Regions from separate parts of the Drosophila melanogaster genome. Here region 2 is linked to region 1. A link is a contact called in public targeted proximity ligation data. All regions are on one chromosome and are shown on one strand. The core of a region is the stretch at or near the end of the contact, and the rest is flanking DNA. Distances in the headings are between cores, read along the strand shown.

Region 1 (4,313 bases), core at 1,342-3,841:
AGTAGTGGCATATAATCAACAAAATTTGTGGCTTGGTTCAACAAAATTTGATGGAGCCCTAAGCGTTTAGAATTTCTATTATAAGATTAACCAAAATATTTTACTGGTGCATTGTCATAAACACCGATCCTCGGTGCTCAACGCCATGTTCTCTGTCTCTGTCCACCTCCCACTGACCACCCATTTGAACCAGTTCGAGTCAGGCTAACTTGATAGATTGTCTAAATGTGCTGCGTATGAATGAATGAATGAATGAATGAATGAATAAGCGAGTGCGAGTACAGCCCCTTCTGCCAAGCAAACCCCCCTGTCCACCAGTTGATGGCCACCTCGAATACGCCCGTTGGGTTCGCCTGATGCTTCTACGAGATTGATGGCCAAAATGGCTGTTGAAACAACGGCAAAGCGAACAGGCAGCAGTGACTGCCGCTCAATGAAGAAAAATAATCACCAACATCATTTATTTTCCGTTTTGCCTGCCGACGTCGTACAGCACACATCAATCTTTTGCAACAGCAACAGCCAACTATCGACCATGACCAGGCCTGGACTCTGGCTGAAAACAGGGGGATTGAGATTGGTAACCGGGAACTGGGAACTGGGACTTTTGGCCGTGATGTATACTTTTGTGAGCCTGACAGCTTCTGACGTGGATGTGGACGTGGACGAGAAGCCAGGCTTCAGCTTGATGTTTGATGCTTGATGCTAGGAGCCTCCTGGAGGTTGGAGGATTGGGGAGTTTCTGGACTGACAGACGACTTTTGACGTTTGCCTGCAATTAACGATACCATCCCACTGGCTCAGTGTTGAAAAATGACTGCAGCTGCAGGTGAAAATGGCACGCCAGAGTGTTGGTTAATGACACGACAACAGTTCGAGTCAGCCAGCGAAGAAAACGACCCCTCCCCCGCATTTAAATCATTAATCCCAATGACAAGGACCCCACACACGCAGCCCCATCACTCAGCCAGAGTGATGTCAAAGATAGACGAGCAGCCCGAAGCAGCGGAGAACGTTTCTAGAAGTGGAAGTTGGATGTGTCAGGAGCAGGGGGAGCATCCTCGGAGATGGATCTGGGGTCGGAGTCAGTGTCTAGGAGTCGCGTCCTCGTTTGCTGAGACTAATTTGTGGCTCTCTTCTGAGACGCCCACTATGCGAGCCATTACACTTTGAGAAAATACTGAAATAAAATACATTCAGATTTTTCAGATATTATTTTTTAGTTTTATAATAAAAATAAATAATTTTCTATTTGCTTAAATTTATGGAGATTACATTTCATATTATTTCGAGCTATACAAGAAAAGATTTTCCACAGTGCAGCCACGATTTTTTGATCCTTGTTGAGGCTCGTTATGTGACTGGTGACTTGGTTTTGTTGCCAGTCACTTGAAAAGTCATTAATCATTTTGGGGGATTTCGCTTTTTGCGCCATTTGGGGCGTAGTTGTGCGCCGAGCTGTCGGAGTCGCTGGATTTCGACTCGGAGTGCTGCAGAAATCCATCACGCACCCAAATGGCAGCCACTCGCATCAGCCACCACCACCCAACACAGGCAACACATTCAAAGAGGCAACAGCCAACAGCTAACAGCCAACATCAATGTCAACGTCAGGCGGCGGAGCAGGACGCGGATGTGTTCGCGGATGGGAGCGCGGATGTGTGCGCGGATGTGAGCGCGGACAAGGCGACGGCAGCGACGTCTGACAGGCGGAAGAAAAGAGTCACCCATCAAGTGAGCTTGGCAAAAAGGACGAGGTGGGGTAGAGCAGTCACTGAATGAAAGTGCTTTGTGATTAGGAGTCAAAGCATATGCTTTTTAATTTGCATGTCAGCTCGCGGTGCCAGATGATGTTCTACACGCGCGGCTTAGATTAGGATGCCTGTCTATTCTACCATGCCTGTCTATTCTAGTCAGCAGGTTACTATCCGCAATTTGTGTTCTTGCCATGTGAGCTTTTTGGGAAAATTGTAGCTTAAACGGATTCGTGAAAACTGGAAAGCAAAGGGTTCAAGTGGGCATATTTGTTGAACCGACGTAGATGTAACTTGCAGTTGATCGTCAATAGAGGAAAAGGGATGATCATCATCAAAACATAATATATCTTTATACCTAAAACAAAAATGAACGCTATTCCTATCAGGAAGTATTTAGGTAGAGTGAGTGCTAAGAAGAATTTTCAATTGTATGCTTAAACTCAACCTTCTAACTCTCACAGTTCCCGAGATGTTATTGGTTGTCGATTTGTGCATTCCTTTCTACCATGTGCAAAAAACTAACAAATCTTTTCTAAAATGCGCTGCTTTATTACCACTTGATGTCAATTGTATTCTTTTCATGATCAGTTAACCTCTTCTTCCAATGTTGTAATGAACAGGTTTGCCGTTTCGCATCAGCTCCGTGATTGGATAGCTACCTCCTTGGGCGGCGTCGGCGGTGGGTTCGCACTGTGGGACATTACCAAAAACTGGAGCGGCAGTCATCAGGACAACGGCCAAAACGGCAAAAAGAACAGCCTGGTGAAGATGGTTTTAATTGTTTAATTAACTCATAATGGATTGAGAAATCTGTTAAACTCACCAACAACTTCATCTTGCGAGATTTGAATTTAAAGAATGTGTTTTCTGCAGAGTGCAATGCTTTTTATACCCCAGAGAAGTTTCTTATCGCTTCCACAGTATGATCATTACACGCTAAAGCCGCGATAATTGGGAGCTGGGTTATATTGTAACTCGGTGGAAGAACATAAATATTTCCAAAGAATCGCAATAATCAAGAATATTGTTTTTCCTGGTATTACTGCATTGGAGAATTACCAATATTCATCATAGGCTCTTACTATATTGGGGCTTTATATGGGGGTTCTATATATGATTAATCAACCTCTTCGTGCGGTATTGTATTTAATAGGTTTGCCCTTCCGGTTTGCACATTGTGGCAGATTCGCGAAAACTGGAACGGTAGTCATCAGGACAACAGCCAAAACGGCGAAAAGAACAGCTTGATGAAATTGATTTAGTGTTAAATAAAATTATTATAATCACTCAATCTGTCCAACTTACGAACAACTTCATCTGCACAGTAACACATTTTTATTGGGAGTTTTAACTATTCTAGTGTCTTTGATATAACTATTAATTTCTCAAGGTCATGCTTTTCCAATATGTTACGATTTCTTTTTTTATTGAAATTCACTGGTCAAGGCAATGAGATATATTTTCCGTCCAACAAAACGAATTGCCTACCCTTAAACTGTTTTCTTATTTTAACTAATTCCACCAACGTTATAATTTTATAAAAGTTTAACTAAAAATGCCTTCATTCAAATATATTGCTCCATCTAGCGACAATGGACAGCAATGAGATAATAAAGGGTTATTTTACATATAGGCTACAAATGGTTAACGTTATTACGCGTGTAAATTTACATATAGCTAAGTTTCGAACTACGATGGTTGGTGTATTGTCTACACCAACTTAACGAAGTAGCGGCGACACCACCAAACTTATCGAAGGGTTGACAGGACTGTAAAACTTCTGTTAACTAAGGAACTTTGCATTCTGTAACAAGAAAATAATCCTTTTGTATTTAAAATAAGTTGTTAGGAAGGAGAATCCTGCGTCGGGTAGGTCTCCTTTTTAATACTTTCTAACTTACTTAGAAATCAGCCATTTAACCAAGGCAGAAATGAAAAAAAAATTTCTAAGAACTTTGATTTTTTGCAGAAAGAGTGGAAGGAAATGTATAAAATATGTACATTTTCCAAGAAGTTCCTATTTTCAAAAAAGTGTTTGGGATGTTGGTGAAACATGATTTAATGGCAATATAGATATTAAAAGTGATTTTAGTAATGCTTTAAAATGACAAATTATGGCTTGTGACTTGTGCCAAAGAAAGTCACCAGAAACGTAAAGGTACTAAAAGTTCCTGCTGCCTGTCACCTGCCTGCCACTCGGCCATCGAGATCGTCTGCTAAAAGCCGGGCAATTAATAACGCGCACACCCCTCGCGAAACCCAAAGCTAGTCACTTAACGCTAATACTCTAGAGGCGCGGTGACTAATTAAAACAGCAGTTAAATTAGCAAAGTAAAGCTGGGCGAGTAGTTGACAAATTGTCAGCCAGATCTCCACACAAACCAAACCGATCCTATTCGAATTGAAACCCGCCGCATCTATCAGCGGCGACAGAAACACTTTGCCTGTCGTCTGCCGGCTTGTTGGTTTCTTGGTTTGTTTGTTTGGCTTTAGCCATCTGGCGGACACTATGAGTTGGCCAATTCTGCGCCATAAGATGCCGTTAAATGGACACGC
Region 2 (4,247 bases), core at 1,141-3,640, 100 kb after region 1:
TGTAACCAAGTGCAACAGCGCTGCTTTTTGTTCTCTATCTCAACTCTTTCATTCTAAACACTATCTTAATCTCCTAAAGAAATAAGATTAGATATTGTCGGCCAAAATGATGCTTAATCTTGGATTTAATCTTTCGACAAGTGTTTAGAAGCAGTTGACATATCTTTCCCGCTGTTCTTCAACCACCTTCATTTGCATAGTTCAACGAAAAATCCAACTTTCCCAATGGTAAACTAGTCTTCTGGTTTTATTTTTCATATAGTCGTCTCAGTTTCCTTCGCTCTTTTACGACAGCGATTTTATGTTTATTAAATACAAATTCCAAAACTTATCGTGCGGCTTATAAGAAAGCAGGTTGGCCTTTCAGCTCAGACTTCAAGGCGGTGGGCATGGTGTTTTTTTTTTTAGTTCGGGGCGTCCGTATAGTATTGTCGTAAATTTTTGGTAACCCAGCCCCATCGCAGGTAAACAAAATAAACGATTTTCACTTTTTTCTTCGGCTTCTCGCTCGGTCAGTTGAGTCCAGGTGGGTTTTTATGTTTTCTATGCTTTGATTAGTTTTTGTTATTTTAATTAGTTTTCAGTGGCATTTTATTTCGTATCGTCATTTTCTATCCCGAATTCTAAAACCACAAGACTACAGTGAAACGAGAAAGCGAGAGTTTTCCTTTGTCGTGCCGCAATTTTGTTTATTGTTTAAATGCTGGCTGTCTTCTGGCGATTTTTGTAACTTGATTGAACGAAAGTTTCAAGATTAGAAGATGTTTTTGCCCGGGGCAAACCGATGCCTTAGGTCATATTAATGAATTAATCTTGGTCAAGAACTTAGTTTCTTCCTTAAAAAGTCGTTGTAATCAAACTAAATGTCAGCTTTGATCATGTTTACCGATCAGATTATGCTGTCTTCTTTAAAAATGTTTTAATTAAAATTAATGATGAAAGTCCAGTCATAGCTCATTAATAAGTTTAAACTGATATGTCTGCGAACGTTCTGCATTTCTAACTTTCTCACTGCCCATCTGCAAAATGTTAAAGACATAAAAATATCTATAAAATGTTCACAACTAAGTTTAATCCCAACAAGATATATTTCCCATAAATGTCACCCAAAACTGCAGCAAGATGCACAAGAAGCCTGAGATGAGACGAAGAACCAAATGGAACTATAATTTTCGGAACAGAGGAATAACAAAGAAAAGCCCGCACAGAATTGGAAACTAAATAAAGATTTATTCAGCACACACAAAACTAAATTTATCCTATAGTTTTTCCAGGGTGACTTCCCTCAACTCCAAGTACAGTGAATGTTCTCATTAGGCACTTTATCTTAATTTTGGGCAAGGTGTTAGAAGTTTTAACAGAACATCGAACTAAAATTAGGTAGTTCTTTTGAACTTAAAACAGTTATAGATAGACATGAAATAAATATTTATACCACTGTTTCCTATAAGTTAACAATATCTTCTATTCTTAGGATTTATAACTTGTCCAAAAAGGTGAAAAATCCGAGACTCACCCTATTGCATTCCAAGGCGGCGGCCGAGTGCTCCTCCCGCTGTCGAAAACAGTGGCTGCACTTGCTCTTGTTGAAAATGTTCGGCGTGAACTTGCGGCAGTCGGCGGTGCGAGCGTTTGTTGTTGCTCCTGCCGCGCCTGTTGTTGTTGGAGTGGGTGGTGCCGATTTCGAGGGGGCGGCAGGCACCGTTGTTGTTATTGTCGTGGTTGACATTTCGCTAGTGCGCTGCTGCGTCGGTTCAACAAACAAAAAGAGTGGGGAAACTTGCAGAGGAGAAAGAGAGTGCGGAAATGGTGGTACTTTTAGAGTTTTCGCAGAAATGGCATGGCTATTATTTTTAACTCGATTTGTTTTGTTTTTCGTTTACTTTTTGCAAGGACGCGAAGTTACGTTAACCAAAACATTGGCTTGTTTTTGTTTTGGCTCTAAAAGCCAGCCTTTCTTAACTATTTCGGCACTTCAGAATTTATCAGCTCTGATAAACTTCTTATTTTCGGGTATTTGGTTACACGCTCAGTGAGAGAGCGAAAAAGAGAGATGGGGAAATTATTCAATTTCGCTTTGCACTTCGCTTTCTTAGCTTTGGCACACATGCACACAATTACGCACAAAAACACACACGGACGCCCGCGTAAGCCCAACAAATACACATACACTCGCGCACGCGAGAACCAGAGCAGAAGTTTGGGGCTTTTTCTTCTTTGGCCTTCTTCGCCGCCTTTTGTTTTGTTTTTTTTTTCTTTCGTATTACTCGTATTTTTGTTGTTATTTTTAGTGGTATATTCGTCGACCCGGTATTATTTGTTTTATGCTCGCGCGGAAAACGCGCTCTTTTTTTGAAGCACCGTTCGCGCACGCTGCTCAAAACGGAATGAGCAATCGCACCGATTCACCGAAAAATACTGAAACATGTTGAGACACAAAAAATACTGAAACATGCTGAAACAGGGAGAAATACCGCAAACAAGTAACTATGGGAATTAATTTTCGTCAAGTTTGCGTATATATACCCTTTCGAATAATATGTATTTAATATTCATATTTATTTATACTTCATATGGAATGTCTTTCGTACTTTAGAAAATAAGTCAAAAATAGTTTAGGAACTATAAACTATATAGCTCAATCTATTAATCTTCAGTAAACTTTCTGAAAGGGTATAACATTCCGCTCTCTCTCTGCACATGTTCTCTTTTGTCGGCAATGTTAACCGTTTCTGTTTGCAGCAACAGCTTCTGTTGAGGTAAATGTTAAGTTAACAGTTTACGATTTTTCTTTTAAAGTTTGTTGAATTGCCCAAAAACTAAAGATAAAAGGATAAAATGCTACAAAAATAACTTACTTAGGTAAAGCTGACTAATCTTGTTAATCATGAGTTACAGAATAGCCAAGTTACAAATAATATGATTTTTTGGTTTATTATTGCTTTTTAAAGTATTATTCGTATATTTCTTCTAAATCTTAATTTGTTATCCAGGGATTACATACTTTTGTTAAGCAATAAAATGCATCAACAAATAGTATGTTCTATTTATTCAAACGTTAAGCTACGAATCTGCAAAAGCAATCGACAGACTAGTTAGTTGCATCCATTTCCAACTGCCATATGAATAAACGTTAATTTAAATAAATTAAAAATAATTTAAAGTAAAGGGGTGAACTTAAAATAGAGTATTTTGAAATTGTGCGAATAAATCTATGATATGCGAACAATGATTAAAATTTTTGTATTTGTCAACGAGACAAAAATTTCCTTAAGTGATACTCAAAGTTTGTTGATAAATAAAAATCCGGCAAACAAAAATATCCGAATCGGTGGATGTTAACCGATTGAATCTCTAAGCGCGCAATGTTAGTTTCACAGTCGAATTCCTCTCATAGTGTTGGTAGAGCCTCATGCACTTGTTGCTTCATGTTGCAAGGTAAAGCAATAAATGTTGCTGGCGATTTTAACAACGAATAATAAATTCTATTGTAGTTATAATTTCTATATATATAAAGGTTCCTGAATTTACGTCAAGGGAATTTAATAGTTTTAAAATAAACTTATTTTAGGTGTATGTTGTTAAAAACTATAAAACTAGACTTTCAGAAGTTTTCAACATTTTCTTTAGCAACATGCTGCTAAGCTTGCCACACGAATGTTGCCACACTTCCGTCTTGTAATTGATGAGGTTTTTGACTCTCGAACTGGAAAAATGAATTATGCTGGTGGAAAAATCAAAGCCGGCAAAGGCAATCATTTCATGCCACAGACAATTTGTTTACAGATCTCGCCAGAAAAGGCCAATGCAACAACAAGAGCAAGCGGTACCCATAACAATAACAATTAACTGCACACTTCATTAACAACCTCGGTCAACAAATTTTCAAGTGCGATGCAGAACAGAAGGAGAAGGCAATAGAGATAAACCCTTTTCAGGCACCACAAAAATATAAATAAAAGGCAATGCACTGCGGAAAAAATGACACATATTTAAAGCACATTATATAAAAACAATATGCTTTTGGTAAATGTATAAACAGTATAACAATTAATAATAAATTGGATTGAACTTAATAAAAAAAATTAGGAGTAATGTCAAATTACAACATATGGAAATTTATGTGCTTATACCACGTTTTTTTCTCTGTGTAGAACGAAAATTGATTAATTACGCTTGTCAAGGGTTCTGGCATTTGATGGGGCTTGCGGGGAGAGGTAAAGGCCGCAGGGAACGAGGTAAAAAGG

What was found.
Region 2: a contact with region 1 is called in a targeted proximity ligation map of the Kc167 cell line, with 4 times the contacts expected there. A contact is called at or near these places in 15 of 107 Hi-C or Micro-C datasets (the Clone 8 cell line, the Kc167 cell line, the OSC cell line and 7 more) and 1 of 7 datasets of targeted methods (the Kc167 cell line).

Annotation. Positions count from the first base shown.
Region 1 is chr2L:14,585,643-14,589,955 of dm6, forward strand. It overlaps CG42680, which reads right to left and starts at 2,592. Exons shown (of 2, transcript NM_001201881.2): 1 at 2,581-2,592; 2 at 2,278-2,516. The coding sequence starts at 2,592. The coding sequence ends at 2,346.
Region 2 is chr2L:14,686,950-14,691,196 of dm6, forward strand. It overlaps osp (outspread), which reads right to left and starts at 2,391. Exons shown (of 12, transcript NM_001169504.2): 1 at 1,517-2,391. The coding sequence starts at 1,729.